Linked DNA regions of Mus musculus: regions 1 and 2 are each linked to region 3. The links are chromatin contacts, called in public Micro-C and promoter capture Hi-C maps. All regions are on one chromosome and are shown on one strand. Each heading gives the region's core, a stretch centred on a gene start, on an enhancer-like site or on the middle of the called end of the contact. The rest is flanking DNA. Distances are from core to core; before and after follow the strand shown.

The links. Promoter capture Hi-C pulls out the DNA fragments that hold promoters and counts their contacts. A called contact is a pair of places that touch in the nucleus more often than the background predicts.
Region 1: a contact with region 3 is called in a Micro-C map of embryonic stem cells, with 4 times the contacts expected there. The contact joins the promoter of 1700064M15Rik here to the promoter of Eml5 in region 3. A contact is called at or near these places in 2 of 39 promoter capture datasets (the 3T3-L1 cell line and pre-B cells), 1 of 484 Hi-C or Micro-C datasets (embryonic stem cells) and 2 of 115 datasets of contacts at active chromatin or transcription factors (astrocytes and embryonic stem cells).
Region 2: a contact with region 3 is called in a promoter capture Hi-C map of liver, with 3 times the contacts expected there. The contact joins the enhancer-like site here to the promoter of Eml5 in region 3. A contact is called at or near these places in 5 of 39 promoter capture datasets (the 3T3-L1 cell line, embryonic stem cells, liver and 1 more), 1 of 484 Hi-C or Micro-C datasets (embryonic stem cells) and 5 of 115 datasets of contacts at active chromatin or transcription factors (embryonic basal ganglia, embryonic forebrain, embryonic midbrain and 2 more).

The regions. Positions count from the first base shown.
Region 1 is chr12:99,626,289-99,629,501 of GRCm38.p6, reverse strand. 1700064M15Rik (RIKEN cDNA 1700064M15 gene) reads left to right here and starts at 1,528. Exons shown (of 2, transcript NR_045288.2): 1 at 1,528-1,896; 2 at 3,174-3,213.
Region 2 is chr12:99,559,578-99,562,387 of GRCm38.p6, reverse strand. It overlaps a transcript of Foxn3 not described here. Among named protein-coding and RNA genes, the nearest start is that of Gm26839, 2.9 kb to the left of the region's middle. Within about 2 kb of position 1,452, at least 57 of the 459 cell types and tissues checked have an H3K27ac peak or open chromatin away from gene starts, as enhancers often do. A contact at or near this core is called in liver and memory CD8 T cells, where this site is marked.
Region 3 is chr12:98,900,180-98,902,925 of GRCm38.p6, reverse strand. Eml5 (echinoderm microtubule associated protein like 5) reads left to right here and starts at 1,442. Exons shown (of 44, transcript NM_001081191.1): 1 at 1,442-2,094. The coding sequence starts at 1,898.

The sequences.
Region 1 (3,213 bases), core at 279-2,778, 730 kb before region 3:
CAGTTAGAACCTTGAATAATTTGTGGCAGAGTGGAATAGACTTACCTTGTGGGGTGGAGGGGTGGGGGTGGCGAGATAGACTGTAATGGGTGCTATAGGTAGTCTCTTCCCATCCTGCCAGGTCCCACCCAGCCCCCGAGTGTTTAGATGCTTTACTGCTCACATCTCGGACTTCCAACTTCCGACAGAGGACTTCCTTTCTTTATTTTACAATAGTTAATTCATCCTGGCCCAGCCAAGGTCCCAGAACACTAGGTGTTTATGCTCACAAGGTTCCATGCAGCCAAAGATGGCTGCAGGGATGGAGGCGGGGCTGGGGTGAGGGAGAGAGAAAACTAACAATGGTTGTACAAGGGATACCCTTGCTGTGAAATGGATGCTTTGGGTCAAGCTGTGGCTGGATCTTCACCTTAAATTATTACTCTTTAGCTTGGCTCCTCACCACTCCCCCTATAATAGTTTCTGCTGGAAGCACTTCCTTAATAAATAGCTTGCACACATATCCATGACAACCCAACAGTTCCCTAGGAAAAATAAATAAATGATAAATAGGTAAACTTTGTGGACATAGTTTAGTAGAAAACAATTTTTTACACCCCTCCTTCCAAGGATCTACCCCAACACGGGATAACCACAACCAGCGAGTCAGTCTTTGGTTACCATTTTCTCTCTTTACTAAGAATTTCGAGTTTCTCATTGTGCCAGGAGTACTTTACAGACAGGGACATCTGCAAATTATCAGGGATGCATCCCAGTGTAAACCGTTTGTCCAAAGGTATTTTGGCCATCTCTGATTTCAAGTTCTCAATCCTCTTGTCAGACCTTGTTCCAGACAGCATGTCCCAGTTGGTGTGGGTATGCGTGCTTGGACAGCAGAGAGAATGGGGGTCTAGCCAAGAGGCAGCCTAGGGGGAAATTTGAGCAATCTAAAAAAACTGGACCTCATGAGTATCCTGTCCCATCCACCCAGCTGTTTGACCTTGGCTACACTTTATGTTAAATGAATTAACTAACCTCTATATCATAAGATTTTTATTTAAAAGAATTAGATGACATACAGAAAGTGCTTTGCACATCTCCTGGTTGAACGCAAGACATGGATCCGGCTAGAGAGGAAAGAACAGTGGGTTAGGAAGCCTTCCAGGGACTTTAGGGACTTTTAAATCAGATCAAGTGAGGACAGACGAGGAGGGAGGGGAGAGGAAACAAAACAGAGGTGTTTCCTCCCCAGAAAGGGCCACATTGCTCCTGGGTCAAGGAAAGTGGACCTCATGAGGGCCAGGAAGGGGCGACTCTCTCCAAAGGAAGAAGCTCTGAGACACTGGGCCACCACGTGGCCGTCAACCCTACCCCCACCTCCACCCCCCACCTCAGTCACCACCAGGCAGAAGTAGGTGAAGGGTGGAAGCCCAGAGACCGCGCCGCGGAGGCGGACGCCCGCTGCAGGTCTCCTAGCAACGCCCGCCCCGCCCCGCCGGGCTTGGAGCGCCGGCGCCCGAGAGCGGGGACCGGCAGGCCATGGTTGCCATGGCAGCGCAGCCGCCGCGCCTGATGCTGGCGGCTTCTGCGAGAAGCTCGGGCCCTGAGCCCCGTGTGGGCGGCCCGGCGGCAGCCCCAGCTCGCCCAGAATGGCCCAGCCACCGAGTCGCCCCTCCGGCGTAGCCGGATCCCGTGCTCCGGTCCACGTCTACGGGGGCGGGTCACGGCTTGGAGACTTTCAGTTCCTGGGGACCGAGTTGATCTTCCCGGCAATGTCTAAACTCGGCAGAAACGTGCGTGCGCGCTCCCTCACGCGCACACACCAGCGGCCTTGAGGCTGTGCTTCTTTTACGCAAATGTTTTCTCCTGAAAGACTTTTTTTTTTTTAAGTCTAAGAAAGAGTATATGCAGAAAACGGTGAGGCTTCCAAATTCTGTCTTCGAAAACAACGTTGAAATAAATGATCCATTTCTTAAGGGCCATTTTAAAATCGAAAATGTCCGTATACTGGATTCTGAATCCGGACTGGCAATCTGCAGTGGGCTTCACCCGGAGAATCCGGTTAGAGGTTTTAAAATTTAAACCGTTTACACCACCCCACTCCGCCCCTTGCTAGGGCAATAGTCTCGCTAGGGCAGGAGAAGCCACTCGCATATACAAAGCTCATTCTCTGGCTTGAGAGTATTTTTAACTGAGGCGGAGTCAGTCACGTGTTTGTGATTTTAATCAAATTGACAAGGGCTCTGAACAGGAAAAGCTTGCCATCTAAATTCGAACACAACGTTAGGGACATAGTGAAGCAGCCTCTTTGGTCTTGTTTGAATCAGAGCTTTTCACATCTTAATGTTCTGCATATATTTTCCTCGATCCACTGCAACTGGAAAATTTAAATGAAAGCCTATTTCTTAGATTCATTTTTATGGTAAATGTCTCTGGGCTGAGATTATGCATATTCTCGATCAACAAGAAACCCGAGCAGCAATCACCGGGAATTGAGCACCTTGCTGATTGAGCAACACTTGAACCTGGAGGCATGAACAGCCCTAATCTCAAAGTGAAAATCCTTCACGGTATATTTCAAAAGAATATTTACAGCTAACCTTTTCCACTCCGAAGGATCATTCACTTGCAACTTTCTTACCCATCGCTTTGTCAGAGTAATCGCTTTTAAAAACTACTTTTTACCGATTTTTTTAGTTTGTAGCTGGTGAGATGATCATATAAAAAGTATTTATGGGGACGCAGATGAAATGACTCAGCAGGTAAAGGTATTTGCCGTGCGAGCCAGACAAGTCAGTAGGACCCCTGGAAGCCATATAAAGATGGAAGGAGAGGACGCAGGCCCAGGTGCATCTGTACCCACACACAGTGATGGCTGATGTCGGTGACTGAGTTTTTAAAGTATAGCCAGATATGGTGGAACATGCCTGTAACTGTAACACTGTGGGGAGGCAGAAGCAGGAAGTCCACTGCAGGTTGGAGGTCAGCCTGGTCTACACAGCTAGACAACGTCTAAAACAACAACAATAACAAAAAAGAGCACAGTTTTAAGAAATTGCTGTGTAGCCAAGGCTAGCCTTGAACTCTCCTGCTCTCCTACTCCACAGGAATGCACCACCGTGTCTAGCTATGAAACAAGGTGTATGGACACATGCATAGCTATTCTCTGACTCTTAGTCATTTTCTCCTTTCAGGGTCAAAACAGAAGAGCAGTATCATTTACATGGTGGAGGG
Region 2 (2,810 bases), core at 203-2,702, 660 kb before region 3:
AGCAGCTCTGAGGGTGCAGAGAGCCCTGAAGACTGCACGAATGTCTGGAGCCCGCTCTAACTCTCACACTGATTGGTCAGTCTGATGGGGACTTAGGAAAACAGTCACCCGAAACCGTCTTTTAAAACCTCGTCTTAATTTCAGATCTGCCGGCTTGTACATGGGTTCCTGCCTGGTTTCTCTTTTGATCTGGGTGCATCTGGCTCGCTCTGGGTGTCTTTATCTTTAATTTTGTGTTGTTGTTTCTATCCAGATAAAGTAGGCCATTTTGGTGACAAATTTCTCTGCAGATGTCAGCTTCTAGCTCGCACTGATAGATGTGGGGCTTCACAGTGATTTCTCTCCATAAGTTGTAGGATGCAAAGTTGCTCAACTTGGAATTAATTTTTCCTAATTTTTTTTTCATCTGAGCATTTAAATAGCTACACCAACAGATGGAAGCTTAACTGTATCATTACTTTGATAATTTAAGTGCCTTGTGAATTAGTATGTTTCTCGCGCTAAATCTAAGTCTTTAGACAGTGGAAGGGAAAACAGACAATGAAAGGCAAGCAATCCCGATCAGCTTGCAGACTATTGCAAGAAATTGTGGCGTCTGCTTTGAGCAGAATACAATTCACATCCAAGAAGGGGCGGGGGTGGGGGGGTCTTTTACCACAGAAGGCAGAATTAGAGATAGGGGATGAAGCGGGATCTCTATAAGACAGCCTGCAGCCTCTCTGGACATCTTCATTTGAGCCTTAAAGTGCCTCATTAAAGAAGCTGGGTCCCAGAAGTTGTTAACCGTATAAACACTTTTCTGATTGGTTTAAATATTTAGACACAGGAAGTAGATGGTATCTAGTAACCCAGGAATGGAGACATGGTTGTCATAGAAACTGAGAAGTGTAACCCCACCCCACCCCCACCACACATGCATTCACTACCATGACCACCACTTAGGGGGGAAAAAAAAAGCCCTGCATGTCATCACAGATGCTTGGAGAACTTGCTGGCTTCTGTTAGCTTTCCCACAACATCTGTTGAAACCTGAGACCATGCCTGTCAAACCAAGGTCATTTTACAACAACAACCAAAAAACAGAGCCCTCTGGATTTCATAACTGTATTTTTATTGAAAATAGTTCAGGGAAGAGCCTGAAAGCCAGTGTGAGCGTTCATGCTTACTTAGCATTTTGGATCCTCTGAGTTAAGCAAGAGGAAGGCTGCAAAGAGTACATTTGAGCCATTAATTGTAGAACTATGTGTCTGCTTCTAGAGGTGTGTCTCTCCTGTTAGAACAAAAGTCCTTTTTTACAGACTTAGAGACCAGAATGCAGCCAGCGGAGGCAGGGTCATTTGGCAAAGGCGTTATGAAGTGTTTCCGGGCTTGCAAGCCGGTTCCAGGTGGAGTTGAGGTGTTTGATCATGAAGGTCTCTGGGGGGTTGGACAGGTTCCCTTGGGCTATGCCTGGTGCTCAGGGGAGCAAAGGGCAGGGTGTTCTTGGTGGCTGAGCAGGGGGAGGAGGTGCTCCTAAGTGGAGCGAGGACCATTTCCAGACTGCAAATATGACTGCCCAGTTGATTAGATGCATTTCCTCTCCCGTGAATGGAGAGCGGTGCTTTCCCGTTTTTGTTTTTGGTTTTTTTATTGAGGCTATTTTGGGTGGGTGGGGCGGTCCTCCAGGCCGTTAGCACACATATCAGCTATATCTTATTCATGGTGAGGAATACCAAGGAGAAAAGTTTAGTCACCTCCTCCAGCGCCCCCTTTTCACTCATTTTGCTAAGCAGAGAATAACCAAACATACCTCTCCTAAATTTTGACTTTGAGGTGCTTCAGTAAAACTTGTCGATATAACAATCAACACAGTGGCTAGAATTTGACCTGTTGTATCCATGACAATCTTTAAATGGTAAGGTGGTTTTTTTTTTTTTTAGTATTTATTATTATTAATTATGCTTAGGTGTATGTATCTGCATGTGGGTGTGGACACATACCAGAAGTCCTTGGAGCTGAAGTTCCGGACTGTTGTGAGCCCTCTCGTGTAGGTGCTGGGATCCGAACACAGGCCCTCTGGAAGAGACCTCTTAACTACTGAGCCATCTCTCCAGCACCCCTTTTAAAATATTTATTTATTTATTTATTTAAGGCAGGATTCCTCTGTGTAGCCCTGGCTGTCCTGGAACTCACTCTGTAGAGCAGGCTGGCCTCAAACTCACAGAGATCCACCTGCCTCTGTCTTCTAAATGCTGAGATTAAAGGTGTACACCACCCCCACCCTGCCAGACTCCTTAATTTCAAGGTCTTTATATTTGTGTTTCAAATAACTTCTCTCCATATGTGGTATATTTAGCACTGCACTGGACCCTTTTCTTAAAAAGGTTTTAAATTTTATTTAAATTGCAGTTTGGTACTTCTAAAAGAATATCACATCTCCCTTGTTTTTCTCAACTGATTGCCTCAAGGAGTGGGGGGAGAGATGAAAGAGTTCCTAAATATGTCTTAATGCTTATTTAATATCCTATATTGATGGTGTAGCAAATAGCTTAGAGCCATGTAGTGTCCATGATCCGATTACGGGTGTAGTTCACGATCCCACGTTATCAAATATTTGGTGCTCCGGGACTTGATGGCATGACTGGTCCCTCTCAGCAAAGGATTTCCTGTTGAGAAGTTATCTGCAAGTACAGCAAACTGCCATTGGCAGGAAACCTGACAGTTGCTTGTTTTTACAAACTGAAGGAAGTGAATGAGACTTGTTAGTTTCCAGAATCTACCTTGACTCGCTCCAGCCTGCCCCAGAGTTTGCTCAGTTCAAAGGAGGTGAC
Region 3 (2,746 bases), core at 193-2,692:
CAAATAACTCCATTTGCTTGAATTTTAGAATACACCCCACATGTCTGAACTATGTAGCTTCAGACTGGACTAGGAGGCATCAGATTACCAAAGGATTATTGTTCTTTTACGTAAATGGTTCACCAGATGTTTACTTGTTGATCCATATCTGGGGTCTGGTTGCATGACTTTCAGAAAGCGGTAACACCTTGTCCAGGGTAAAGGCTTGACTGACTTCTCTGCCATGACCCTGCTAACAGATCGCATAGAGAACTGGTGAGATTTGCTTTCCTCTCTTTAGTATTCATGAATGGTTCACTTTCCAGCCACCGCTGTGCCTCCGTCATCTCTTTTGGTCTTAAGTTGTCATCTGAGGATGGCTTAATTAAGAATGTTTTTGCTTCAAACTCTACCCTTGGGTCATTAAAAATTGCAATGGAAAATATGATAATGGGAAAATAAATTATTTAAATCTAGTATTAATCTGAAGTTCTTAAATATGTACCATGGGATCTGTAAAACATTGTGTTGAAAAAAAAACTGTACAGAGAGAAATTCTTATTCTTCTACACCCTACCTCATAAAAATTATATGTAGCTAGTGATTAATATTTCACGATGTACGGCAACAAATATTTAATTTTTTCTAAGCATACATAGATGTTACATAGTCAACATCTCTTCCAGGAGTAGTCTACCTGATCACAATTATTTAGGCCATCTGATTTCACAATTACTTTAAAACATGCCCTTCTTCATTTTAATCAAGAGATAATTGCTGCTATCCAAAACAGCAGCTGAAAGATCTGCCAGCGGGGTGGGGGTGGGTGGTGGTGGGGTGCGTGGGGGGGGGGGGTGGGTTCGGAGTTTTGGTGGGGACAGTGATGCACATTTGTAATCTCAGCATTCAGGAGACAAAAACAGGAGGATTATGAGTTTGAGGCCTGTTGAACAACAGTAGTAACAAATCCAGGACTATTTATTAGGACAGTGTATCTAATGTGTCAAAAGCACATTTGCGAGGTTAGGTTTTCTTCTTGCCAAATTTCTGGACCAGAGAGCACCATGATAAGCAAACACACACGTATATGTAAGGTATGGAGGAGGCGATTAAAGAATAAAGTGAACATTCTATTCTGGTGTTATTCATTGGCATATGAAATAGCTGAGGTCTAAGGGCAAGCGGGATTCCCCAGAGATTCCTGAGCAAGCAAACCCAGCAACAGGAATCCAAATCTGGGTGGGGTAATCCAGGTCTCGCGAGGGTGGGAACGGGTGCTTAGATCTTGGTAGGGAGGACTGCGTGGGGGGGGGGGGCGGGGGGGCGGGGGGCGTTAACCACAGCCTGGTGGTGGTGAGCAGGGAGCTCTCTGATTCCGCTCTACTCCGGGAGGGGCGGGGCCACCTGAGAGGTGGGGCTAGCGCAGGGGAGGGGCGGGGCCGCGCGGCTCCGCCCTCCCGCCACTCAGCTGGGCTCGGGAGCGCGCGGCGCGGCTCCGCCGGGGCTGTGGAGGCGAGGTAGCGGCTAGACCGGAGCGCCGCAGGTGACCCGGGCGGGGAGTCCGGTGCGCGGGGCGGGCGGAGAAGAAGCGGGCTGGAGGCGCGTCCCCGTCCCCCCTCTTCGCTTGGTTGTCTTCCAGCCTAAGGCACTGGGCTGAGGGGACACGGCGAGCTCCCAGACGCGCGAGGCTCCCGGACAGCCGGCGGCGCTCGCGGCCCTCAGCATGTTCGGTGAGGCGAGGCTTTTCCTCCCGCCCGTGGGCTGAAGCGGCGGCGGCGGCTGCGGCGGCCACGCAAGCGAGATGCACCTGCCGGGCTCGGCTTAGAGGAGCGTCCGGGCCGCCAGCGGGAGAGCTTTCGTCACCCAGCCCCGGCGGCGACCGCGGGCCCGAGCCGCAGCGACGGGTGGGCGCACCGACATGGCGGCTCGGAGCGCCCCGAGCTGCCACCTGCGGCTCGAGTGGGTGTACGGCTACCGGGGCCACCAGTGCCGCAACAACCTCTACTACACGGCGGCCAAGGAGATCGTGTACTTCGTGGCGGGGGTCGGCGTGGTGTATAGTCCGCGGGAGCATCGGCAGAAGTTCTTCCGCGGCCACAGCGACGACATCATCAGGTACGGGCTCGGGGAGGCGGAGGGGTGGGGTGGGAGGGGGACCGCTGTCACCCCTGCCGAGCGCCCTCGGAGTTTGCAGCTGCCTGTCCTTCTGGAAGTCGTGGCCGTTCACGCAAAGGGGCATCACCCAGGACAGCGATGTGCATCTATCTGGTTCGGAGCCCACCCACTTACCACTCCGCTTTCCGCAGCGCCCTTTTCTAGGGGAGCGAGCCTACGGATGCTCCGCAGGCCTTCGCTTGACTGGATTTGTGACCTTTTCCGTTCCATCAACATCAGGAGTTTAGACTCCGTGATTGGTTTCTTGTTAAAAAGGAAATCTTATTTCGCTAGGGAAAGGAAACACTTGACAGAAGACTAACCCAAGCTCTGCGGTACTCAACTCTTGGCCGTAGTTATTAGTTCAGATTTCACTATCTGCAATTATCAGCAGATAGCAAAGAAACTCATGTGTTACTCGGAAGGCAATTCACTAGAGGTTAAAATTCGCACGCTGGAAGGCACTTGGAGGGTATGTCTTTTATGAGAAATAACCTTTACCACACCGATTTCCGATTCTGTTTATCTTCATCAGAGTAACCTTAAGTTTACTTTCTTATTAGTAATTTCAATCACAGGGTGACAGTATCTTGCTCTCTATTGATCTGAATCT